6 separate regions of the Mus musculus genome follow, and all the other regions are linked to region 1. Evidence: chromatin contacts called from public HiChIP or PLAC-seq and promoter capture Hi-C data. All regions are on one chromosome and are shown on one strand. Each heading gives the region's core, a stretch centred on a gene start, on an enhancer-like site or on the middle of the called end of the contact. The rest is flanking DNA. Distances are from core to core; before and after follow the strand shown. Region 1 holds the start of Specc1 (sperm antigen with calponin homology and coiled-coil domains 1). Region 2 holds the start of Zfp287 (zinc finger protein 287). Region 3 holds the start of Lrrc75a (leucine rich repeat containing 75A). Region 4 holds the start of Trpv2 (transient receptor potential cation channel, subfamily V, member 2). Region 5 holds the start of Ubb (ubiquitin B). Region 6 overlaps Pigl (phosphatidylinositol glycan anchor biosynthesis, class L).

The links. Promoter capture Hi-C pulls out the DNA fragments that hold promoters and counts their contacts. HiChIP or PLAC-seq counts read pairs in DNA pulled down with a chosen protein or histone mark.
Region 2: a contact with region 1 is called in a promoter capture Hi-C map of embryonic stem cells, with 2.8 times the contacts expected there. The contact joins the promoter of Zfp287 here to the promoter of Specc1 in region 1. A contact is called at or near these places in 2 of 39 promoter capture datasets (embryonic stem cells and pre-B cells) and 1 of 9 other capture datasets (embryonic stem cells).
Region 3: a contact with region 1 is called in a promoter capture Hi-C map of embryonic stem cells, with 4 times the contacts expected there. The contact joins the promoter of Lrrc75a here to the promoter of Specc1 in region 1. A contact is called at or near these places in 4 of 39 promoter capture datasets (cranial neural crest, embryonic stem cells, hippocampal neurons and 1 more), 1 of 484 Hi-C or Micro-C datasets (embryonic stem cells) and 1 of 9 other capture datasets (embryonic stem cells).
Region 4: a contact with region 1 is called in a promoter capture Hi-C map of embryonic stem cells, with 3 times the contacts expected there. The contact joins the promoter of Trpv2 here to the promoter of Specc1 in region 1. A contact is called at or near these places in 5 of 39 promoter capture datasets (cranial neural crest, embryonic stem cells, hematopoietic stem and progenitor cells and 1 more), 1 of 15 datasets of contacts at CTCF or cohesin (large pre-B cells), 8 of 484 Hi-C or Micro-C datasets (the HL-1 cell line, cerebellum, cerebral cortex and 3 more), 8 of 115 datasets of contacts at active chromatin or transcription factors (SST interneurons, bone marrow-derived macrophages, embryonic basal ganglia and 5 more) and 2 of 9 other capture datasets (adipose tissue and liver).
Region 5: a contact with region 1 is called in a promoter capture Hi-C map of erythroid cells, with 11 times the contacts expected there. The contact joins the promoter of Ubb here to the promoter of Specc1 in region 1. A contact is called at or near these places in 2 of 39 promoter capture datasets (embryonic stem cells and erythroid cells) and 9 of 115 datasets of contacts at active chromatin or transcription factors (astrocytes, differentiating embryonic stem cells, extraembryonic endoderm stem cells and 6 more).
Region 6: a contact with region 1 is called in an HNF4G HiChIP or PLAC-seq map of pancreatic cancer cells. The contact joins the enhancer-like site here to the promoter of Specc1 in region 1. A contact is called at or near these places in 2 of 39 promoter capture datasets (cranial neural crest and pre-B cells), 1 of 484 Hi-C or Micro-C datasets (cerebellum) and 3 of 115 datasets of contacts at active chromatin or transcription factors (embryonic forebrain, microglia and pancreatic cancer cells).

What each region holds. Positions count from the first base shown.
Region 1 is chr11:61,954,389-61,958,625 of GRCm38.p6, reverse strand. It overlaps Specc1 (sperm antigen with calponin homology and coiled-coil domains 1), which reads right to left and starts at 1,863. Exons shown (of 15, transcript NM_001281818.1): 1 at 1,737-1,863.
Region 2 is chr11:62,729,369-62,733,605 of GRCm38.p6, reverse strand. It overlaps Zfp287 (zinc finger protein 287), which reads left to right and starts at 1,710. Exons shown (of 6, transcript NM_133208.3): 1 at 1,710-1,939.
Region 3 is chr11:62,646,452-62,650,688 of GRCm38.p6, reverse strand. Lrrc75a (leucine rich repeat containing 75A) reads left to right here and starts at 2,166. Exons shown (of 4, transcript NM_198861.1): 1 at 2,166-2,544. The coding sequence starts at 2,299. Mmgt2 (membrane magnesium transporter 2) reads right to left here and starts at 2,025. Exons shown (of 2, transcript NM_175002.2): 1 at 1,833-2,025.
Region 4 is chr11:62,573,567-62,577,803 of GRCm38.p6, reverse strand. Trpv2 (transient receptor potential cation channel, subfamily V, member 2) reads right to left here and starts at 2,177. Exons shown (of 15, transcript NM_001382489.1): 1 at 1,679-2,177.
Region 5 is chr11:62,549,161-62,553,397 of GRCm38.p6, reverse strand. Ubb (ubiquitin B) reads right to left here and starts at 2,227. Exons shown (of 2, transcript NM_011664.4): 1 at 1,803-2,227; 2 at 185-1,258. The coding sequence starts at 1,252. The coding sequence ends at 335.
Region 6 is chr11:62,493,080-62,497,316 of GRCm38.p6, reverse strand. All of the region lies in intron 2 of Pigl (phosphatidylinositol glycan anchor biosynthesis, class L), which reads right to left. Among named protein-coding and RNA genes, the nearest start is that of Pigl, 37 kb to the right of the region's middle. Within about 2 kb of position 2,301, at least 274 of the 459 cell types and tissues checked have an H3K27ac peak or open chromatin away from gene starts, as enhancers often do. A contact at or near this core is called in pancreatic cancer cells and pre-B cells, where this site is marked.

The DNA of each region.
Region 1 (4,237 bases), core at 614-3,113:
CACATTTTAGGTGAGATTTTGTTCTGGGGGTCAGGACTGGGTTTTCCCTGTTTGTCTTCTGTTGTTGTTGTCTTGTTGATACTGTTTGTTTGAGACAGAGTCTTGCCATGTAGCACAGGCTGGCCCCAAACTCATCCTCTTCCCTCAGTCTGGAATGCTAGAATTACAGTCATGAGCCACTATACATAGCTCCAAAATAATTCATTTTCAAGCATTACAGGATTTTAGTGAGAAAATCCAGCAAAATAATGTGCTGGGGATTTTCAAGAAGGAAACCTACATGGTCCTATCAATGCATGTTGTACAAAAGCAGTGGGGGTGGGTGGGTGGGAACCCAGCCTTCCCTGACTTTTAACGTCTAAGAAATCAGGTATGAATAAAAATACATTTAACACAACAAAGTCCAGTTACAGAAAAGACAGGGGAACATTTCCCTAAAACCAAACACGACAAAAATGTCCCACGGTGCTTCTTAACAAACAATAAAATTATCTACCCAGCACATCCACAAATCAGCTTAAAAACTAAAACTGATGCGGGCTTCAGAAGGGGCCGCGGAGTTAGCTCTAAAACTGCTTTCTTTGGCCAAGTGTGGTGGCTCACTCCTGAAATTCCCAATGGAAGGAGGAGGGTCCAGCCTGGGCCACATAGCACTTCCAGGCCAGCCAGAACTACCTAGGGAGACACTATCTGGAACACAAACTAAAGGACTGCGAATGTGGTGGCTCGTCAGAGATAGTTAGCAAGACCCTGTCTCAAAATAATCAATAAGCAAACTTGATGGCTTTGAGTTAATCATGCAAAGCTATTTTCCTTAGACTAAGGTATTAGGATTGACAACCCTCGGTCTCCACCCTCCAACTCCGTCTTAAACGTTGAAATAACATCGTGTTTGAAACTGGATAACCAAATCGTATGAAACCAAAAACTGATCAAAAGGGTTCGGTCGTGACTTCACTCAAAAACACTTTATCTCTCGCCTCCAGCCACCGCAGTTACTAATGGATACCCATGTCAACCAGTTCGACATAATTCATCCGATAGAGGGCAAGGAAGAGCACCTTCAATGGGATTTTTTTTTCCCCCAAAGCGTATACTGCTTATTATATAAACTTGCGCGCTGGCGTATTGGAGCTCCCACAAAATCAAACTAAGATATTCAGAGTCAAACTTGTTTTTTTGTTTTTTGGTTGTTGTTGTTTTTTTTAAGCACATAAAACTAATTTTGTTCCAAGGGCATTAAGGAAAAGAGATCGGCACTGTTGCGCTCACGCTAGCCTGCGCACCGCGGGGACACGCACCAGCATCCGCACAGTTCCCCGCGCTCCTAGGCGTCCTGGAAACCCTCAGCCCAAGCTCTAGGCGACCACCTGGGCAGGACAGGGATGCAGCGGCTTTGTGGACAAACACTCAGCGGCACTCCAGTCCCGCCGAAGCGCACGCACCTGTCCCGGGGGCTGGGGCTCCCCAGGGCCACAGCCGGCCGAGCCACCTGGTCCCCGTGCCAGGCTGCTGCGCCAAACCCGCGGCCGGAGGGGAGGGCCGGCCACCTGCGGTCCCCACCTGCAGCGCGGTCCCTGCGCTGCCCGCCGCCTGGGTATCCAGGACCGCAGCGCGTCTTTCCAGAAGGGCACCCCACGTCCCCGAGCCAGGACTCCTGCACCCCGTCTTGTTCGCCAGACTTGAGAAAAGGCAGCTGAGAAACAGAGGACCGAGCATCCCGTACCCCAACTCACCTGCCGTGGTTCTCTCGCACCGGACTCCCGCGCCGCTGCAGCCCGCAGCTACCGCGGCTTTCCTAGCTCACGGATGCTCTGGGGAAGGTCCTGGCGATCCCGCTGGCGCCTTCCCGATGGCCACGTCCAGGGGGCGCCCGCGCGCCAGTGCGGGGCTTTCTGGGAGATGTAGTCCAGACCCTCCGTTCTCATCTAGCGGTTTCTTTCCGGAAGTTTTCCTTGTGTTCTCATCGACTCAACCTCCATTGATGGGTAGTCGTTGATGGAGCATCTCACTGGGGAAGAAAGAGGGTCCCCCTCGGCACTTTAGACTATTGTTTTTTTATGGGGGGGGGGGGGGGGTCAAGATAGGGTTTCTCCATGTAGTTCTGTCTGTCCTGTCCTGGAACTCACTTTATAGACCAGGTTAGCCTGGAATTCAGAGAGATACACCTGCTTCTGCCTTCTGAGTTCTGGGATTAAAGGCCCACCACCACCCGGTCTCTCTCTCTCTCTCTCTCTCTCTCTCTCTCTCTCTCTCTCTCTCTCCCTCCCTCCCTCCGTCCCTCCCTCCATTCCTCCCTCTCTCTCTCCTTGTCCACTCTCCTCTCTCCTTCTCTCCTTTCCTCTCTTCCTCCTCCCTCTTCCCCCTACCCACCGATACAGGGTTTCTCAGTGTAGCCCTGGCTGTCCTGGAACTCTCTCTGCAGACCAAGCTGGCCTCGAACTCACAGGGATCCTCCTGCCTCTGCCTCCCAAGTGCTGGGATTAAAAGCAAGTGTCACCATTGCCTGGCCTTCCTCCCTCACTGTTCCATGTGTGTCCAGGTGTACAAACTATGTACTTGATGACCTTCCACGAGGATCGGAAGACCCGTCTTAGATCAAGGGTATTCAAGTAGCTGAGGTAGAGTCTCCAAACAAGCTCTCAGTCCATTGTTCTTAAAGTGAGGATTTCAGACCAATGCCCTCAACATTGTACGGGAGCTTGCTTAAAGTACAAGAATCTACACCCTACAGAGAATATTAGGTTTTGGTTTGGGTCATCTTTTGTGGTGCTGGGGATGAAAACCAGAGCCCCATATGTGCTAAATAAGGGTCCACCAGGGAGCTACACTCATGCACTATTTAGTTTTACTAGATTCAAAAGAGAAAAACACCCTCTGTAAAGGTGGGATCCAGAAATTTGTACTTTTACATATAAATTCTTGACATAATTTTGAAATAGATTCAAGTTTGAGAACTTGTCTAGGTTTCCCTTGTTCCCCTCAAATAACTCCATGACTCATTTGACATTGATTATCTACACACACACACACACACACACACACACACACACACACACACGCTTCTGTGGATACACTGCAGGGACCGTTTATGTTCCAGCTTAGACCTCTCCCTCACTTTAGCCCTCATTCCCCAACATCTCTAGGACACCTCTGAGGCCCTGGAATTGAACAAGGTCAAGACCGAGTTCAGGGTTGTCCTTTCTCTCAGCCTGGTTCTCCCTCCCCTGGGGGTGAACGCTTTGTCCAGAGACTAAAGAACATGTTCTGTATTTATTAACATAAAAGTCACCTACGACTATTAAATATGCATGAACAGAATGGCAGGACCATGAGTCATGCTTGAGGTAGTGAGAGTGAAACACAGACAATTCTTTCTAGATGAGGTGGGGAGGGGAAGAGACGCCCGGGTAGTAGAGGTGGAAAGGCTGTTGAAGGAGGGTTTGGGTGTTGGGCTGGCCTTTGTTGGTGTTTTGCTTTGCTTTCGTGGTGGAAGAAACTTCAGCATGTTAAATATTTATGGAAAGAATACCACTGAAGGGCAGTCAGGAAAAGTTAACTCTGCATGACTGCTCAGCAGACTGTGCATGTATAAAAGGGAAAGGATGGGAATCCTGGCCAGGATGGAAGCAGCCCCCACCCCACCCCACCCAGCCCCGCCCAGCTCCACCCCACCCCACACTGTAAGATGAGAGAAGTATAAAAGAAGGGAAATGAAGGTTTCCTTTAGTAGAGGGAAGAAAGTCAAAAGGGTTTTCTCTGGAAAAGAAGAGAGGATGAGATTCATGAGAGTGAGCAGGAGGCCGTGTGTGTGTGTGTGTGTGTGTGTGTGTGTGTGTGTGTGTGTGTGTGTGCGTGCACACGTGTGTATCAATCCAGAATGATAACCTGGAGTATTGATTGTTGCCATCAGGCAGCATCAGGCAGTGAGACTGTTGGATTCTCTGACTGGATGACTATGTCCCTGTTCAGATGTTGCAGCACAATCCCCAGTGTTGTTCAATGTTCCCAGGTGGAGCCTTTAGAGAATAATGAGGCAGAGACTTCAGGAAATGGACTAATATCCTCAAAAACAGAGTTCTCTTGTACATCTCCCCGTGTGAGGATGTAGAAAGATGTTCCTATCAATTAATCAGGAAGGGAACTTTCATCAGACATCAAGTTAGCCTTGACCTTCAACATCTGGAGGCCCTGAGACTCCATCTCCATCATCTAAGCCACCCAGTCAATGGACCTT
Region 2 (4,237 bases), core at 461-2,960, 780 kb before region 1:
TGGGCCAATGAACTCGATTCTCAATAGAAGACATAAAAATGACCAATAACACTTTTTAATGTGTTTGACTTCCTTAGCCATCAGAAAAACACTACTTTGAGATTCTATCTCACTCCAGTCAGAATAGCTATTGGAAGAAAACAAACGTCAACAAATGCTTTTAAGGTTGCAGAGAAAGAGGCTACCTTATCCATGGTTGGTGAGCATGTAATGTGCTTCAGGCACTATGGAAATCAATGCAGAGGCTTATCAAATAAAAATAAAAATAAAAAATAAGGCAGGTGGATTACTGAGTTCGAGGCCAGCCTGGTTTACAGAGTGAGTTCCAAGACAGCCAGGGCTACACAGAGAAACCCTGTCTCAAAAATAAAAAAATAAATCTTCCATATGACCTGACTATACCACTCCTAGGCACACACCTAAAGGCATCTGCACTTTACTGTGCATGTGCTTGTACATCTGTGTTTGTTGTTACTCCTTTCACAAGCACAAGGAACATGAGTCAGCTTAATGTCCATCAACATTAATTACTGCCCTGATCTTGACTTCTTTTCTCCTACTACTGACTGGTTGGTATTTCACACTTATTTTCAAAGCTGTACATAATAATGTTATTTATTTTTCTTAGAATTTACTTAATTGTGTGTGTGTGTGTGTTGTGTATGCGTATCACAGGAGACTGTGGAAGTCAAAAGTGGCATCAGAGCCGCTGGAACTGGAGTTACAGACTTTGAGTCATCACGTGGGTGCTGGGAACTGAAACCAGAGTCTTTGTATGAATCATAAGCACTCATAACCACTAATCCATTTCTTCATCCTTTTCCTCCTCTCATTATGTAGCCCATGCTAGCCTTGAATGGTTGTGTAGACTAGGCTGGCCTCAAACTTCACAGAGATCCACCTCTCTCCTACTTTTGTGTTTGGTTTTGGTGGCCCAGTGAATCTAACCTGGTTTTTTTGTTTTGTTTTTTTGTTTGTTTGTTTGTTTTGTGAACATAAGCAGGGAAAGAAATCAGTATTTTGAGGAGGGAGGGAGCCCACACAGAAATGCTAAAAAAATTAAAAAACTCAGTGAGTGGAACAGAAAAACAATAGAAACATCACCAATGGACTCAGCCAGGCAGAAGAAAGACTATCAAGGATGGGAGACGAGGTTGACTACTGTACCTAAATTCAAGAAGGACTTTTTAAAATGAGTATTATGATGTCCAAGAAGTTCAGGATGCCATCAAAAAACAAACCAAAGAATCCACAGAACAGAAGGAGCTAAGAGAAATGCTGAAGACAGAGAATTTGTCTGTTAGTTGAATCTGGAGGTCTCAGTGTCGGATTCTAGAGGTGACAATCAGAGCCATTAGGAATTATGCACTACAGTCCATCTAGAAAGAGCACTGTGGGGTTTCCTCCCTACAAGCCACATACTTGATGCCTGTCTATTTCTGCGTTGTAAGAATCCGGCTTTACTCTCCAAATGGTTTCCCAGGTACTGCTATTGCAGCCCTGACATCCAAGTCATCTGCCAGGCCTGTCTCTGCCCAGGTAAACTTTAAAGTTCCGGTCGAAACCTTGTAGCTAACAGGCAAGTCACGGTGATGGGTGGAGGAGGTTGCCATAGAGACAGGTCCAGGGCCTGGGGCTCGGGATGGGAAGGCTCGGGTTCGGCTTCCCATTGGCTCTACGGACGAGCAGCGTTCTCCACTAGCACATGCGCAGTGGCGCCGAGGCGAGGTCGCTGCGAAGCCCGGGAGCTAGGGGTTCCGGCCGGGGCCTCTGGGGACCCGGCTGGAATGAGCGTGTACTGACGGCTCCCGGCTCCTCCCAGGGAGAGAAGCGGTGAAGCTGAGCCCCTGATGCAGCTCTGAGTCGAGCCTGCCACGGAGGCTCCCGCCACGCCGCCGCCATTGTTGCCCGGGCTGCGCCGACGGGGCCCGAGTGACAGGTACTGATGTCCGAGCGCGAATGTCCACGGGGAGGCCGGCCCGGGGCAGGCTGGGAAGGGGAGGCGGCTGGAGGCAAGGCGGGCGCATCTCCTCAGGGCATGCATGACTATGGATGAGCTAGGCTGGGAGTTGGAGCCCCAAACAAGTACGTGTGGGTTCTTCTCCGTGTCAGGATACTTGTGAGGTTGGCTTTGAGAGAGGTGGATAGTGCTTTCGGTTTACACTTGAGGAAGCTCCTGAGACGGCCTCCAATCACAGCCTAACAGGCTTGTCTTCTCTGCTCCGGGAATAGAGCAAACTATGCAAGGCAGATAAATAGATCGCCTTGGCCCCGCCCCTATGAGATTGTTTGGAAACCTCCAGTTTGTCCCAGTAATCACAAATTTGCTCTGTTGCTGAGAACATCCGGAATATTAGTGACTTGGATATTGAAACATTTCTTTCTGCAAGGTGATAAGTTTTCAACAAGTTAGAAATTAACCATTCTGCTCATGGTTCCTTAAATTATTGCTTCTAACACCACCATCAATAAACACACATCGTGTGTGTGTGTGTCTAGGATGAATGTATTCTAAATTCAAGGATAGAGGAAAAGAAGACCAGGGTAAATTCTGTGTGTTTATCCTGCACTCTGAGGAGTCTGCTTCTGTGTGTATGAGGGGTAGCAGAGAACACCAAAAATGCTTGAGCTGATGGGCCATTCTTGTGCTGGATAGTTTTATGTCACCTTGACACAGCTATGGTCATCTTATAGAGGAAATGCCTCTATAAGACTGAGAGCTACTTCCTGCCTCCAGGTTCCTGCCCTGTTTGAGTTCCTGCCCTGACTTCCTTTGATGATGAACAGTGATGTGGAAGCACGAGCTAAATAAACCCTTTCCTCCCCAGATTGATTTTTAGTCAAGGTGTTTCATCACAGCAGTAGTAACCCTAACTGGGACAAAAATTGGAACCAGAAGTAGGGTATTGCTGTCACAGTCCTGGCCATGTTGTTATGGGAAGATCGTAGAAGGACATTAGAACTTTAGGCTAGAAAAGTCGTTGAGTGTTGGAAGCTCAGTGAGCTATTCTGTAGGAGCTAGGAAGAGAAGGATGTTAAGAGCAGGAGAGAAACGCAAACTTGGCCTTTTGTGTGAAGAATCTTTGGTGTCTGGTCATCTGGAACTGAATAGTCAGCTGTGACTAAAAAGAAACCAGTGTCACTGAGGTGAATAAGAAATTGCCCAAGAAGCTATATTTCAGAGGGAGACAAGATTATACCTCATTCTGGCTGCCAAGCTTAGTGAGTAAGAGTCACTCAGATGGTACTGGTTTTGATGGCATAAAAGAGTCACAGCGAGCATCTGAGGCTTAGCACTGTGTGGCAGGGCTGGGATCCCTGAAGAAGTCCCAGAAGAGGTTGTCTTACTAAGATTTCTATTGCTGAGATGAAACACCACAACCAAAAAGTAGTTGTGGAGGAAAGAGTTTATTTGGCTTACACACTTCCATGTTGCTGTTCATGATAAAAGGAAGTCAGGACATGAATTCAAACAGAGCAGCAACCCGGAGTCAGGAGCTGATGCAGAGGCCTTGAGAGGTGCTGCTTACTGGCTTGCTTCTCATGGCTTTTTCAGCCTACTTTTTTTCTCTAGAACCCAAGATGACCAGCCCAGGGATGGATCACTTACAATGAACTGGGCCCTCCACCATCAATCACCAATTAAGAAATTGCCCTATACGATCTTATAAAGGCATTTTCTCAATAGAGGTTCCCTCCTTTGAGATAAATCTAGTTTGTGTGTCAAGTTAATATAAGACTAGCCAGCACAGAAGGTATTGGTGAAAATACAGTCCAGTTTCATCAAGAGACCCCAGCATTTTGGAAATCCAGTACCGTGGAGTGATCACTAAGGACATCAGCAGCAGTGGTATGAATCCAGCTGGAGCCTAAAGGACAAGCTGTGTGTTCTGCAGAGATTGGAGCCAGAGAAGTGACCCAGGCCTTCTGGAGGAGCCCAGAAGATTGTGAATGGATTCCATTGGACATTGGACGTTGAGTTATTTACACAGTTAGAGTTCGGCTTTGATTTGATTTGATTTGATTATGACTATTTCCTGGTTCTTTCCTCTTGAAATAAGAAAGTAACTTATCTTTTATTTTATAGGAGCCCACAGTTGAGAGACTTTGGATTTTAAAAAAGACGGAAATAAAATGTTTGATTTTTGTAACACTTGTGAGACCTTTTAAGTTTGAAAATGTTTTATGTTGTGATGTCGATATTAATGTGTGATCTTGGGAATGAATAAGGGAAAGG
Region 3 (4,237 bases), core at 917-3,416, 690 kb before region 1:
AAAAGAATGATCACTTCTACAGCACCTCTGCTTGGATAAGAATTCTCACCCGGCTCACCTCGTCAGGCTCCCGAACCCTCTTCCCAGCCCATTGGTGCATATTCTTATAGAATACGGTTCCAGCAAAGAGTTTTCTCAAGTCAGTTTCGGAAGAACTACTCCAGGTGGCTGATCACCTGCAATGTCTGATGAGGTTTGTCCTCTACCAGCCTGCAGGGATATCGACTGGCAATTCTGTTAGACCAGTTTAGCTAGAATCCCTTTATAGATGGTGCTTTCCCTTTGTCATTTCCCATCCATCAACACCCACCCCAGCTGCTTCGCTATAAACTCAAAACCAAGCTGGGTCTCTCTCCCCTAGTGCCAAACCCTACTGAGGATGGTCCTGAATGAATAACAAGTGTCATTACATTTTTTTTTTCCAAAAAGTATTCACCGGTCTAAGAGACAGCTCAGTGGGTAAAAATGCTTGCCTTGCAAGCAGGACTGAGTTTGGTATCCATGACTCATTTTTAAAAAGAATTAAGCTCTAAATTAATTTAAAGATTTTAATTTATAATTTTTTTTAATTTTTAAAGAAAAATTGTCACACGCCCCTATAACCCCAGCACTCAGGAGTCAGAGTCAGGTAAATCTGTAAACTCGAGGCCAGCCTAGTCTATGTAAAAGGTTCCAGATTAGCCAGGGATACATAATGTGATCTACCTTAAAAAAAAAAAAAAAAAAAGGACTGGTGAGCTGGCTCAGTGGGGAGGAGCATTGACTGCTCTTCTGAAGGTCCTGAGTTCAAATCCCGGCAACCACATGGTGGCTCACAACCATCCGTAATGAGATCTGATGCCCTCTTTTGGTGTGTCTGAAGACAGCTACAGTGTACTTACATATAATAAATAAATCTTTAAAAAAGAAAAGAAAAAGTCGTGTGGTCGTACTCACCTAACAATCCTAAATTAGTAAGGTGGAAAATAGGTGGATTTGTGGAGTTCATTGGCCAGGCAAACTAGCCTGCTTGGGGAGTTCCACGCCAGGGAGAAACTTTGTTAAACAAAAAAGCACCAGGGTAAACAGACACAGAAATACACACACACAGTCTTCACCTTCCAACTCTTGACATAAATGTTACTGTGTTACTATCCTAACCTTCCAGAAGGAGCCAGGGATCTGGAAGCCCAAGGCTTTTCTGATACGTATCAGCAGCAGGTGGTGGACTCCAGCCCTCTGGCCTAGAGCAATACTAGCGACCTTAAGAAAGAAAAAATAAATAAATAAATACAAATAAAACTGCTGCCCCTCCTACAGCTAAGAACAGGGCACATGGGCCTCCAAAATACCTTATCCAAGCACCATGGGTTCCCAGGGGGTTGGTAGAAGAAACCCGAGAAGAAGGCAACAAGGAATGTCTAACCAGAAGCCACATTTCCGCTTTGAAGTAGTAGCAGGAAGACTTAAAGGTCTCCTCTCAGCAGTGTCGGAGGGAGAAAAGAATGCAGAGTTCACAAAACTAGAGTATCCAGATCTGTGTCCGTGCACCAACTACCATCACCTACCTGAAAGCCACTGGGGCTCCAAGAAACGAGCATCGGAACCACCCAAGATGCTAGCTAAATGCACATTTCCAGGCCCGGAGAAGAGGCTTGCTCAGTGGGCATTGAGCCAGGCCTGAGATACTACGCTTTAAACCAGCACCTCGGACAATCTGAGATACTGATTCTCTGCAGAGCCCACTCTTGAGAATCTAGACTCTGCGGCGAACAGGACCTCCAAGTTCCGAAGTTTCTCTCCCTCGCTCGGCGCCCCGACCTCCTCCCACCACCGTAATCCCTGGGCCTCACCTAGGCGCGCAGTCAGGAAAGCATCGGGGAACTCACTGACCTTTGCCAGGAAGCCGCGGGCCCCAAGAGGCGCAGCACAGTGTCCGGCAGGGGGCGCTGCACCAGGGACAAAGCAGGGCGGGGGCGCCGGGCACCCCTAGCCCAGAGCCGCGCGGCGGGAAGGAGCGGGCGCCGGAGAGGGAGGGAGACACGCGGCGGCGCGGGGGCGGGGCGGCCGGCGGGGCGGGGCGGGGCCGACGGGCTGGCGGCGAGCGCCGGGACGGGCTGGCGGCGAGCGCCGGGAGAGCGCGCCGGGGCAGCGAGGAGGGAGGAGCGAGGGGAGTGCGGGCCGCAGCCGCCCCCGCCCCCGCCCCGCGCCCGCGCCTCCCGCGCGCAACAGTTCCCCCAAAGTTGCGGCCGGGGAGGCGCGAAGCCGGCGGGGGACGCGGCCTTAGCCCGGCGCGCGCAGCCCCAGGCGGGCGGCGGCATGGGCACTCGGCAGACCAAGGGCAGCCTGGCGGAGAGAGCCAGCCCCGGCGCGGCGCCCGGCCCCCGCCGCGAACGACCCGACTTCTGGGCGTCGCTGCTGCTGCGCGCCGGGGACAAGGCGGGGCGCGCGGGCAGTGGGCTACCCCCCTATCACCGGCGCGTCGGCATGGTCCAGGAGCTGCTGCGGATGGTGCGCCAGGGCCGGCGGGAGGAGGCGGGGACGCTGCTGCAGCACCTGCGCCAGGTGAGCGCGGGGAGGGGGCATGGGGGGCGCGGCGGCTCCCGGAGCGCCCCGCCCCTACGAGGGGGGTGACAGGAGAGCGCCGGGAGGCACCGCCCAGGGTCCCCGTTTCGCGGGGATGGAGCGGTGTGTCAGCAGGTGCCTCTGTGTTTCCTGCTGAATTTGGGGCCTCAGGCTAGGGTGAGGAAGGCTGACCTGTCCAGGTAGGTAAAGGGGACCTGTTGGACCATTGTCCCTGCTCCTCTCCTCCACAAGTCCCCAGGGATAGTTGATGAGAGAGGATACAGAGAGGAATGCCTGGTCTGGGCCAGAGTTTTCTTCCTCTCTGCTCACAACCTATCACCCTCTTGCAAGGGTCCCCAGGGAATGCGCAGTTATCTGTTTAAGCCAGCTTCTGAGGTATGTCCCTAGGACCAGTAAGATTTCAGCCCCTAGATCGTTTGCAACCAATATTGTGTCTTGTGGTTTCATCTCCCCTAACTTTGGCTGGTCCTTGCAGTGAGACCCCGGCAGAAGTCTTGGTCAGAATGAAGCTAGGCTTGGTTTCTTGGCCAGCAGGAACTGTACTGTACTCTCTCAGCCTGGTCCTGATTCACTGACTAAGGGGCATACTACACATCTGACCAATAGTCCCCTTCAATAGTCCCCTCTATTGAAGGGCTGGTGCCTCACCCACCTCTCGTTTTTTTGTTTTCCTTTCTCATTTTCTTCCGGGGAAAGTGGTAGCCTGTACTATAGGGTCTTGCTGAGTGGCAGAGGCAGGAGGGTGCATAGGTGCTCGGTGGAACAGTGATCAGATCGGTTTGGTCTGGCTTTGTGTCACGGACTCGCACAGACGTTATATTTTTGTGCAGACCTTATATTCTTGGAGGACCCCTGTAGATAAACAGTGTGCTGAAAATGGGGGAGGGGAAACCTCAGCTGACCTTTGTGAGGTTTTCCCATTACTGATAGAAGAAGCTGTAGGGACAACTTCCTGGGAGGAGCTTCCAGGATCTAATTGGATCCACATCTCCCTGGATTCTGAACCATGGCTTCCCTCACACCCTATAATGTTTCTCTGGAGTTTGTTCCTAAGGTGTGTGCACTGCAAAAGAAAGAGAAGTAGAGACTTGAGGACTTGGGGAGGTGTAAGCCTTCCACCTTTGCCTCTAGTTTTCCTGACAACAGCCACAGTGATTCTCTAGAGGCTGCTGTACCCTCAGATACCTTCTCTGGGTTGAATCATCAAAGAAAGATAGCATTTTACACCATGTAACTTTAGTGGTGTGTATTTCTCTGTCTTTTGAAAATCAAAAGCCAACCTTGTATGGCCTCCATGGTAATTCTGTCACTTTCACATGCAAAAATGGATTTTCCAGACCGTCATTAGCTGTCTGTGCAATAGGCAGTAAGAGGGTTGTACCAATCACATGCAGCTTCCCCAGCCCTGAAGAACACCAAAGCAAGGAAGAAACTGACAAGCCCTTATTGAGGGGTAGGGGAGAAAATTAAGGCAACATTGGCAAGCACCAGTTAGGAGCCCACTGGAGGGAGCCGAGGGTCTCAGGGAGGAGGCTGATGTTAGGGGTATCCAGTAAAATTACACATCGCATTGTGGGACCTGGCCCTCTCCCTTTAGGGTCTTCCGCTTGTGTGTCTTTGGCTCTCTCTCTGGCACCTCTCCAACCACAGGCCCCGGAGGGCTAAAGGGAAG
Region 4 (4,237 bases), core at 928-3,427, 620 kb before region 1:
CTGGAGGAGCTGAGGATCCTGGGTGTCCACATAAAAAGCCACGGAATGAGGTATATCTTTAATTTCAGTGAAGAAAGGCAGGCAGAGACAAGAGGCTTGCTGGCCAGCCAGTCTAGCAGAGTTCAGTGAGACCCTAGCTCAAAAAAACAAAGCTGAGAACAATGAAAACAATCCACATCTACTTCTGGCGTCTACACACATCCAAAACCACACCTACATACACAAAAAAATAAAAATAAAAATAAAAATAAAAGAGAGCCATGCCTGGTGGTGCACGCCTTTAAACCCAGCGTTCAGGAGGCAGAGGCCAGCCAGGTCTACATAGTGAGTTCCAGGACCAAGGCTACATAATGAGACCCTGCCTCAAAAAACAAAAACAAAAACAAAAACAAAACAAAAAAAACAACAAAAACAAAACAAAACAACAACAACAGAAGGGGTGTGTATGTGTAGGAAGGAGAGTGGGAAACTGTTAGCTTTCCAAGAGGGAAAATCAGCGGTGAAGGAGAGAGGCAGTGTCAGGAAGATGTGCTGGGAGCAGGGACCTGACAGAGTTGTCACTTTGATATTATCTCACAGGAAGTCAGGACTGTCTTTATCCCCCTTGGGAATTTCTGATGTTCAAGAAGACTCAAATCCTATTTAGGGGTGAGAATGCTTGTGTTCACAACCCCACCCATTCTCTACCTGATATCAAGCCCAGTGCCCAATGGTACAGACAGATAAAACTTCAGTTGTTTGGCCAGCACAGGCCACGAAACCCTTAATGTAGAGAGGGAGCGATCCAGGGAACTACTGGTCTATCAGACCCTTCCTTTTGCTGCCAGAACAACCGCGACTCAGAAAAGAGAAGTGAGTTGCCACCTCGCTTCGTGTCCTGATGGTCCTCTTCAGTTCTCAGAACCCAATTACGTTCGTTTCCAGTCTGACTCATATCTGAGGGTATAAGACACCACCTCCGAAGGGGCTTTAGAGCTGGCAAGCGCTATCTGCCTTCCCACCTCAAACTGCACACTGGGTCTGGGGTTAGCTGACAGCTAACCTCACCCTCAACAGAAACAGCAACCACAGCCTCCATCACGTGGCCGGGGCTGGGACCTAGTTAGAGCTGGGGAGCCTCTGTCTTCCTCAGAGTTCAGAAACCGGAAGGAAAGAATCAGAGCCGGTCAGAAGACAGTGGGGGTAGGAAAAAGGGGCAGGGAACAGGTTGGTAGAAATAAGGGACAGAAAAAAACAGGGCCAAGAGAGGAAGCGGTAGTGTGGCCCCGGCCCACTCTCAATTTGTTACAGGATCCCAGTACACTCAGAGAACTGGGTGGGGCATTTTCCACAATAGCCAGGGGGCCTGACTGAGGTTTCACTTCTCTGCCCACCTTAGTAGGACATGGGCATCCTCCTTTTGCGCAGTCTAGCTTCCACCCTCAAGCAAATCCTGGCAGACGCTGCGTCTGACATCATTCCCAACCCCCAGCAGCAACAACTGTCTTCCAGAGGCTGTCTACCTTACCTCCTGGGATCCCCATTCTGGCAGCAGAGAAAGAGGCCTGGAGGTTCAGGGAGCCAGATCCCACGCAGACCCTTATTCCAAGATGGAGATGCCGGGAGACCAATCCAATCATTCACTGTCATACTTCCAGACGCAACCCCTAGGACATCCTGAAATAGCCCATCGACTTACCCCTCAGGCTGAAGTCAAGGCGTAGCGGCAGCAGACTACAAGCCAGGATCACCAAGCCTAGCGGGACTCTCCAGCAGCGGGGATTGAGAGAGGAAGTGCCGCGGAAGCCTCCGTAGCTGGCCGTAGCTTTCTCTGTATCGTCCACCCTCCACCTGTTCGTCGCACACAGTGGATAGTGCGGGCTTAACGCCAACCTGTCAAGGACCAGTGACTGGCCACTGGGCTGATCATCAGGACCACTGGCCACACCCTGCTTTCGCGAGACACGCCCTGCTCCTCCATCGGTGCACTTCCACCCACAACTGTAGCCAGAGAAGCCCCTGGGGCAGTCAGAGGAAGTTCTGGGGTGGTGGGACCTAGGCTTGGGTGGAAGCTGGCACAGGTGTGGGATTCATGCCCTAAAACACTGACGCCCACCCCTCCTGATTCTTAACACCGTGTGCCCTCCCCCGGCCATTTGGTTCATCACTGTCCGACCCAAGGGAGAGAAGAATGGGATAGCCCCAGAGAGAGAAGAGGTTCAGTCTAGCATTTGCCCCAGAGAATGCAGCCCAACCCATCCAGCCATTATTTCCATCTAAGGAAGATTCGCTCAGCGTCCTGACCCCAGGGATCCCCCGAGTATCCATTTACAAGGGCACTTCCAGAAACAGCCAGCAGGTGGCAACCGTGTGGCCAACAGGAATGGCTGAAATTGTACAGCCCCGGCACTGCCAGGGAGAACAAGGACCAGCTCTCCCTCTCTTTTTCGCCGGAAGACCTCTGTCCTTGCTCCACATCCCAAATTTTGTTTGATTGGTCCAAAGCACTAATTTCTCTCCCGTGAGAATGTTCTACCAAACCGGTCCCCCTGCTTCTCCGCTGCTACACTCATACGTCACACCCCATTCTTATACCAACTAAGGTGGTCTGCTAAAAATATAAACCAGGGGCCAGCGTTTAGCTTTAATGGTAGACTTAGTGGCATATGTAAGGCCCTGTGTTTGACCCCCAGTATCAGTAATCAAAGAAAAACTAAATAACAAAAATTAATTAATTAATGTCACCCCCACCTCCAAGCCACTTTTTCATAGCACTAAAAATAAAACCCAAACTTCATACAACAACCTCATGCAGCCCAGAGGCCCGCCCCAGTCATGTCACCTTCACCATGCTACACTCCAGACCTGTACCGTCCAGTATGGCAGTCATTAGCCACGGCAGCTATTTAGATTTTAGTTTGGTTTACACTTTTACCTGCGGCAAGGACTTGATATGAAACCAACTGTGGCAATCCTCCTGCCTCTCTCTCTACAGTGCTGGTGTTATAACTGTGCCTCCATGGTTGGTCATCTTTCAGATGAGTCCACTGTAAGGCAAAACTCAGCAAATACTAGCTGGCATGGCCCTCCACTCTTCCCAAATATGTCCTGTTTTCTCTGTAGTACAAGCTGTCTCACCTGCTAGGAGCAACAAGCAACACACACACACACACACACACACATATACGCACACACACAGTAGCATCGCCATCATGGCCACATACCTTAGTTCTAAGCATCTTCTGCTTGTGTTTGTGTTTCTTTGTTGGTTTTATAGTGCTTGAACATGGGCATGCCAGGCCAGCCTCTACCACAGCTTCCTGCTCTATTTTCTGTTTAAACATCACTTCCTCTCAGTAGAGCTAGACCAGCTAGACCCTAAACTGGGGGGAGGGGCCCTAGAAACGTACTCCTAAGACACCTGCCTTGCCCCTGGCAGAGGCTGATTTGTACTGTGCTGCCTGCCCCCTATAATAACATACTTAGCCATCCACTGTTGCTCAAATGTGCTTAGGACTGCAAGTGCAGAGTAATGCCAGCACTTCTGTTTAGCTGGGCGAGGCCCCAAGAGGTGACTCCTTGCAGCAGGAACCAAGCCACGTATATGCATTTAAGCAATCAACTTCATAAATGTTTAAATCTATGCTTAAAATTTCCTTTAACAAACTCTGTTTTTTTTAAGCAGTTACTTCATATTAGCTTTTTTTTTTTTTTTTTTTTTTTTTTTTTTTTTTTTTTTCTATGAAGACAAGGCTCCAACTTCTCCTGAGTGAGGTGAAGCCTCTGAAAGAGAATTCTTGAAGCAACTGAGGGCAGCAGAATGGGAAATAGAATTTTTTTTATTAGGTATTTTCCTCGTTTACATTTTCAATGCTATCCCAAAGGTCCCCCATACCCACCCACCCCCAATCCCCTACCCACCCACTCCCCCTTTTTGGCCCTGGCGTTCCCCTGTACTGGGGCATATAAAGTTTGCAAGTCCAATGGGCCTCTCTTTGCAGTGATGGCTTACTAGGCCATCTTTTGATACATATACAGCTAGAGTCAAGAGCTCCGGGGTACTGGTTAGTTCATATTGTTGTTCCACCTATAGGGTTGCAGTTCCCTTGGAAATAGAATTTTTTAAATCTTTTTTTTTTTCAAGGCAGGGTTTCTCTGTGTAGCCCTGGATGTCCTGGAACTCACTCTGTAGACCAGGCTGGACTCGAACTCAGAAATCCGCCTGCCTCTGCCTCTCAAGTGCTGGGATTAAAGGAGT
Region 5 (4,237 bases), core at 978-3,477, 590 kb before region 1:
TTCTGTGGCAAACTGACATTAAGGCTTTGCCATTAACTAAACAAAATTGCGATGTCATACAAGTATAAGCTGTAAATGATGCATATTTTAGTCAAGACCAATCTTTAGTTAAATCATGCCCAAAATAATCAGTTAAGAGCCCCCACCACCCAAGCCACCACAGAATTTCACAAGTGACACCATATATGCTTACCATGCAACAAAACCTTTATTAACATTTTTTAACAGAGGTTCAGCTATTATTGAAACTTGTAATTTCTAAACTTAAATTGGGGCAAGTGGCTAGAGTGCAGAGTAATGCCATCACTGCCCACTGGGAATGCAGACCGAATAATTAATAGCCACCCCTCAGACGGAGGACCAGGTGCAGGGTCGACTCTTTCTGGATGTTGTAATCAGAGAGAGTGCGGCCATCTTCTAGCTGCTTGCCGGCAAAGATCAGCCTCTGCTGGTCAGGGGGGATGCCCTCTTTATCCTGGATCTTGGCCTTCACATTCTCGATGGTGTCACTGGGCTCCACCTCCAAGGTGATGGTCTTGCCGGTCAGGGTCTTCACGAAGATCTGCATGCCACCTCTCAGGCGAAGGACCAGGTGCAGGGTTGACTCCTTCTGGATGTTGTAATCAGAGAGGGTGCGGCCATCTTCCAGCTGCTTGCCGGCAAAGATCAGCCTCTGCTGGTCAGGGGGGATGCCCTCTTTATCCTGGATCTTGGCCTTCACGTTCTCGATGGTGTCACTGGGCTCCACCTCCAGGGTGATGGTCTTGCCAGTCAGGGTCTTCACGAAGATCTGCATGCCACCCCTCAGACGGAGGACCAGGTGCAGGGTTGACTCTTTCTGGATGTTGTAATCAGAGAGGGTGCGGCCATCTTCCAGCTGCTTGCCGGCAAAGATCAGCCTCTGCTGGTCAGGGGGGATGCCCTCTTTATCCTGGATCTTGGCCTTCACGTTCTCGATGGTGTCACTGGGCTCCACCTCCAGGGTGATGGTCTTGCCGGTCAGGGTCTTCACGAAGATCTGCATGCCACCTCTCAGGCGAAGGACCAGGTGCAGGGTTGACTCCTTCTGGATGTTGTAATCAGAGAGGGTGCGGCCATCTTCCAGCTGCTTGCCGGCAAAGATCAGCCTCTGCTGGTCAGGGGGGATGCCCTCTTTATCCTGGATCTTGGCCTTCACGTTCTCGATGGTGTCACTGGGCTCCACCTCTAGGGTGATGGTCTTGCCGGTCAGGGTCTTCACGAAGATCTGCATTTTGACCTTGAATTTAAAAGGTAAAAATTTAAAAGCCTACTAAAATCTTCGATTCCCTACAAAATACTTCTACTCAAAACTCCTCCCCTTTTTGTCATAACATAAAACCTGTTTTGTCATGGTTTCAAACTGCTAAACCTTTCCAAAACACTAAACTGGCATTTGGAACATTCATCAACTGCGGGGCATCCAAGTTCGCTAACAATAGACATGATAAATTGAAAATAAAAAATATCCAGACCAGAAGCCATCGATAAAAATTCAAGTAATAAACAATGCCCGAGTGAGAAGTACCTCTTTTCTGCCTCCCCCCACTGAAATAACCACGATGGACTCTCCATCGGTTAAGCGTCCGTTAAGCTCCCTGGCGCGCGCGCCAGGGCCGCCCCCGCTCCGCGCACGCGACCAAGGCCCACTCTTCCCGGAAGGCCCGTTGCCGCGTCACGTCACCTCGCTCCCCTCCCCCACCCCAAGAAAAAAAAGGCCCGCTTAGCACCACGTAAGCCCCCTCTCTAAATCCTCCCATGATTCAAACGCCGTAGACAAATACCTGTTAACAAATGTGATGAAAGCACAAACCGCCCAGCGCGTCGAAACACCCTCACAGAAAGACCGCCGAACCGGACAAAGCCTCTCGTCACTGAGCTCAGTGGCCGCGCGAGCCGCTATTTATGCAGCGTCTGTTGCGTGACTGCTCACTCCTACGTAGCTGTTGTCTTCCTGCGCCACCGAAAGTAGTTCCGCGGGCCCCCACCTCCCCCAGACCAATTAGGCGTTTTTGCCGAGCTCCCGATTCTTCAGAACCAAAGAAAAGAGTACTACCAAACGAGAGACACTGTATTCCCGGCGTCTCGTCTCCTCTCGTGCAAAAAATTGAAAAAATCATCACGCGGATGAATCCAAGTTAAAGGGCCCTCCCTCGAAAGCTCTGGAAACCTCCTTGCGGCGCCAGCGCTGATTGGTGAGGAGTCAAAGATGAGGCCGACGCTGATTGGTGGAGGTCGCGGGCCGCTCGATTGTTGCTGGGCTCGGTTCTCGGGCAGTTTAACGTCGACGTTGCTAAGTAACCGAGTGCGCATGTGCGGGCGCTCGCCTTAGCGAAATACTGATGTTTCCTGCTTGAGGTGGGGGAGGGGCGTCTTCTCTTCCCGCGTCCGGAACCCCGCGTCCCGAGTTCCCCGTGGTTCTCTCGCACCCATCGCTCGGCGGCTTTACGCCACAGGGTGAATTGCGACCTCACCCTGCTCCCCCTGGCTGGACTCTAGCTTCGCCCAGGCCCCCTCCAGTATGAGCATTGATGCTTCCGTAGCCAGTGTTTTTAGTTGTTTTGTCTTGTGGCTTAGCCGCCCACGGGCCCAGATGTGGGTGGGAGTGGGGTGGCTGCCGGGCTGGAAGCTGAGGATTTAGCCAGAGACCCAGCCCAGAGCCCGGCCGGACTTACAGATTCTCTCCCTCCCCAGCAATCTACAAACAAAGGAAGGAAAGAGGAGAAATGCCTATTAGACTCAGTACCCGGGGTTCACCCACCTCTCCCATTGGGATGTCTATTGTGCAAAGGAAGGGAAGGGGCCCGTTAATCCTAGAACCTCAACCTCAGGACTAGGTTCTGAGGTTTTGGGTGTGGTTGCTTTTCCCTCATCGAGATCAACAAGGAAGGAGCAGAACTGCTCGGATTGCTTTGTCATGCGGAGTCACGAGGATGGCCATGTAAACAGTTTTGTTTGCATAGGCTACCGGCTTCCGTACAGTAAGAAGTCTAGCTACGCTAACAGATTAAACTTCACTCTGTAAAGGTTTACGAGTTATTACCATATTACTGAAGGAAACGTTAGGAACATAGCTGGTTTGCCTAGCATGAACCAAAAGCTCCAGTTTGATTCCCCAGCCCAAAGTCTGCTTTCTAGAATAAAGAGCAGGTAGAATTTTATTTGAAGTGAATTGAAATTCAGAAAATGTCTCCTTTGCATAGTATTTTATTTTTATTAGGAAGCATGAGTCGGACCTTGTTTCAACAAGCAGAGTATGTCTGAGTCAGACATTTTGAGGCACAGACTCAGCCAGAGTGCTGATCTTATGATTGATGCGATGACTTCATTGGGGTAAGTTCCAGCAATTGCCAGACGGGTTATTGCTTCCTAGTTTGTTTTGTTTTCAAAGTAGATCGTTTGGTGACTTCAACCCAGTAATAATATTTCAAAAGAATGGCATCTGGACAAGATAGATTTTTTTTTCCGTAGCATAGTTTTTGTTGCTTGTGCTGTGTTCACCCCTAGCCCCACCCCTTGGAGACTGGCCATCACTCTGTAGCCCTGGTTGGCCTGGGATGACTATGTAAATCAAGAGCTCACAAGAGATTCTCTTGGTTCTGTCTTCCGAGTGTTGGAATTAAAGACACGGACCATCGTGCCCAGCATGATGTAAACAGATTTTTTTAAAAAGTATTTTATATCTGAGTGTTTTCCTTGTATGTATGTCTATATAGTACCTGTGTATCTGGTACCTGAGGAGCTCAGGAGGGTACCAGATACCCTAGAACTATACAGACTGCTGAGTACTTGTGTGGCTGCTTGGGAATCGAGCAGCTAGTGCTCTTAACTGCTCCAGCCCTCTATAAACAGATTTAAAAAAAAAAAAAGACAGTATAAATTTTGAGATTAGAAGTTTATTGAGTTAGTTCAACAATGTTTCTCCAATTAAAAAGGAACTGTTTTCCATTTTTGTTCACAATAGAAAAAAAAATTGTGTCATCTTTAGGCCCTAAAACACATGAATACACCTGTGTGTGTGTGTATGTGTATTGCTCTGTAGACCAGGCTGGCCTCCCATCTCAGAGATCCCCCCTGCCTCTGCCTCCTGCCTCCAGAGTGTGGAAACTAAATGCGTGTGAGAAATATGTATTGACTGGACAGCAGTGACACAGTGACACATGCCTTTAATCCAGAACTAGGGAGGCAGAGGAAGGGGATCTCTGAGCTCGAGGATAGC
Region 6 (4,237 bases), core at 1,052-3,551, 540 kb before region 1:
CTGCTGAAAACAACCCTAAGTAAACTCACTGGGTCAAACACACAAACAAAAGGAGAAGAAAAAAAGAAAGACGTGGATAAGGAGGGCCAGCTGGGAAGAGAGAGAGAAGCAGTAGGAGGGGAGGGGTCACAAGGGAGTGCTATGGGGGCTGATGACCATGAAGGGACATTGTATACATTTTTGAGAATGTCAAAATGAAACCCATTACTATGTAAACTAATATATGCCAGGAAAAACATAAAAACCTTAAAGAGGGTTAAAAGCTGAATCAGACTCAGAAGACTGAGGCAGGAAGTCAAGTTTGAGATCGGCCTGGGTTAAAAAAGAGAAAAGATCATTTAAGGAAAACAGGCAAAATTACAAGGAAGGAATGCAAAATATCAAAATATAATGCATTTTTAGGATTCTCAGAAAGAATGCAAGAAATGCAAAATAAAAGCAAGATGCTTGTGGAGAAGGGCACAGGCAGAGTTCAAATGGCTTCCGTGAGTCTGACCCTAGACTTCTAGAAAATTCCGATAAGGAAATGGAGAAGCTTAAAGGCCGGTAGAGCAAGTAGAAATACCTAATCTATGCCGGGCGACGGAGGTGCATGCCTTTAATCCCAGCACTCCGGAGGCAGAGGCAGGCGGATTTCTGAGTTCGAGGCCAGCCTGGTCTATAAAGTGAGTTCCAGGAGAGCCAGGGCTACACAGAGAAACCCTGTCTCAGGGGAAAAAAAAAAAGAATTACCTAACCTACATTCACCTCCCTTACCAAAGGACTAGCAGTTCTACAGCTTCACCACCAGGGGGGCGATTTCTCTATCCTTGTGAACTTGAAAGTGAGGATCCACCCAAGACGTGGAATGTTAGTGTGTACACCAGAAAGAGCCCCCAGCCCCTAAACCTTTGCTTGTCACATAAAGAATAACTCATGTGAAAGAGGAATAGGAATATGAAAAGAAATTGAATTTTCACAACAAGGCAATAAAGTGGGAGGGCCTCCAAATGACAAGCTCCCAATAGATTGGAGCCTTGAGATAACCAAGTCTCAGCTTCCCAGAAAGCAGAGCCTACACTGAAGCCACCTCACTGTCACCTGGAGACAAGGACTGTGGAAGGCACAGAGGGAGGGATAGTGAGCCATAGAGGGAGGGAAGCTGGGAAGGAGGGTGGTTTTATTGATTTGATACATGGCTTATTAGATCCCATGGGTGTCTAAAAAGCTGTATGTACAGTACCTCCACACAGAGGGCAGGTTGTAGCCTGTTAGCTCTTCAGACTTCAAGGTGAGCTTACTTGGGTGCCCCAGGACTGAGATGTCATAGAAGCCCTGAGCTAGAAAGCAGGTGGTAGACTGAGCCTGAGCCATGGGCTTGTCAGACAACAGTGAGTATCTGGAGATAAGGGTGCCCGGGACCCCAAAACATCAGGGCAAGACTCAGAACAAATTCAGTGTTCACTTAGCTAACATGGACCAAGTACACACTTCTGTATCATACCCAAGGCAATAGCCAAACATGGATATAGGTCACTCTTTATGCTTAGGGCTGAGTGGAGCTGAGGTTTGGGATCTTGCAGGATGAAGGAATTTCCCAGGGAAAGGAGAGCCAAGAGGTCAGGGATTCCAAGCCAAGGAGGCAGTATGATGAGCTGGCGGCATGAGCAGCTAGCTGGCAGTGGTTGCTGAAGCGCACCGGCAGCTGGTGGAGCTGAGAGTGTCGCAGGCCTCTGAGGAGGACAAGGAGGTGGAGGTGGAGGAGGAGGAGGAGGAGGAGGAGGAGGAAGAGGAGGAGGAGGAGGAGGAGGATGGCCACCATCCAGGGGAGCAGAGGAAGACTGTGGCCAGGCCTTGTGTTTGACAAGCCCTTGAGAGCGGGAAGAGGGTGGACTTAGCAAACAGTGTTAGTGCTACAGGAAAATGCTCCCAGCTCCCGGCTCCACCCGGGACTGCTGTGTTCAGTAAACAAGCTCGCCTCAGCCTGTGACGCTTGCTTTTCTAATAGTGAAATATCCTCAAACTCTGACCTTCACACATTCTAGTGACTCGTCCTTACTGGTACTTTTACAGTCCCTCAGCAGTGCCATGCAAACACTCTGGAGAATCTGTGGTGCAGGAGACTCCTCCAGTCAGTACGTCTGAGAAGGGAGGCCCCTGGGCTCCACTAGCAAGAGGAGGTTTGCTTTGTCTTCTCTCAGACACAGCCTCTGCAGAAGCGACCAGGACCGGTGCTGCTGCAGAGCTCCAGCAGAGCTCCAGCAGGGTTAGGTAACGACTTAGCTCCCTGAGAACCAAGTCCTACTTTTGCACACTGCACTCTGAACTCTCATACAGATGGAAGTGGTTCAGACACCCTTATTTGGTCTTGTGGCTTGTTTAGCACAGTGCTGGCAGAATCTGCTGCCCCTCCTCCACCCACTTCAGGCACATTTCTAAACTTAATTACTTCCTTTGTCATCTAAAGTGGGTAAAGGTCAGTAGGGTTCAGTGTAACGGCTTTGGCAGGCCCAGGGCCTGGAAGCTTAGTTGGAGCCCAGCAGTTGGCCCGTCCTCACCAAGGGCTCATTTAGGGAGGCAGGGGCTGTCTCCCCATGCTGAGGCCATCCTGCAGCGTTCCTGCTGGAGCACAGGAGGACCAGGGAAGACAAGGGAAATGGATCTAAGCTAAAAGGTTGGACCCAACAGTTGAAAGCAGGGTTCAGTAACTTCTGTGGAGTAAGGGCAGTGGTTCTCAATTTGTGGGTCTCATCCCCTTTGGCGTTGAAGATGAGATATTGTGCATATCAGATATCTATGATTCTTTGTTGTTGTTTTCTTGAGACAGGGTTTCTCTATGAAGCCTTGGCTGTCCCAGAACTCACTCGGTAGACCAGGGTAGCCTTGAACTCACAAAAAATCTGCCTGCCTCTGCCTCCTGAGCACTATGATCAGAGTGTGTGCTACCACCACCTGACTAATTTGCATATTTCTAATGGCTAGTTATACATGTTTCTTAGCATTGCATGATAAATAACAGTGGCAAAGTTACAGTTGAAATAGCAACAAAATAATGTTCTGGTTGGGGTCCCCACACATGAGGAACTGTATTAAAGGGTCTCAGCATCAGGAAGGTGGAGAACCATGGCTCTAGAGTGAGACAAACCTAGAGGGGAAATAAAACAATGGAAAGAAGGACGAGGAGAAGGAAGAACATGCCCTGAGAGCGGAACAGTCAGCACCTTGATTAAATGTCCCAACAGACCCCTTTCTGCACAGGGCTTCCCTCTCCCAAGTGGAATCATAAAATGGCCTTTTCTTTTAGCCTTCGATGCAAAATGAGCCAGGAAATCACAAGTGTAGGTACTTGTAGGAAATATTTCCTTAATACTGTCCGCAGGTCACAGGGCCTTGTCCTTGCAGGTATGCTGAAGCTTCTACAGGCTGACGCAGGAGGGTTTATGACCACTTACCTTCTTCCAAGACACTAAAACAGAGGAAGAGCTGGGCGCGGTGGCCCACGCCTTTAATCCCAGCACTTAGGAGGCAGAGGCAGGTGAATTTCTGAGTTCAAGGCCAGCCTGGTCTACACAGAGAAATCCTGTCTAGAAAAAAACAAAAAACAAAAAAAACAAAGACAAAAAACAAAAACCAAAAACAGAGGAAGAAAAGGCCTGCTGGATACATGGGTTGTACCAATTAGTAGTTAGTTCAGCCTGGAACACTGGGGCCCTGTTTCTGTCTGTTCTACATACCTGTAAGTACTGCTGCTGCTTGTAGACTGGAGACCCTTGTGTGCTTTATGAAAGATGCCCAAACTCCTGTGGAGTCCTGTAGACCAGGCTGGCCTCATACTTGGAGATCCACCTGTCTCTGTCTCCCAAGTCCTGGGATTAAAGGCATGTGCCACCACTTTTTCTTTGGCATTTTGTAAAAGGTACCCAGAGGTTGCTGAGGCATTGTGAATCACAGTGCTGTACAGAAATCAGTAGTCTGTGCTTCTCCTTCTCAAAGACATCCTTCATATTGTTGCAACAAAGCTTGCAGCACTCTTATAGGAAATTTTACTTCATAGTTTGCCAGTGTGTTGTTTAGTGTGGTGTTGAGAACAGGCTGCAATCTGCTCTACGCTATTCCACAGTATATAAAACAGTGTTTTTTCTGGCCATGCTTTGTCCTAAGAGACTCCAACTTACAAGTAACTTTAGACTCAATTTTAAGGAAGGGGGATGAGAGCAGCCCCTGGGTGCACTAGCCAACCACTCTCTGTTAGGTTGAA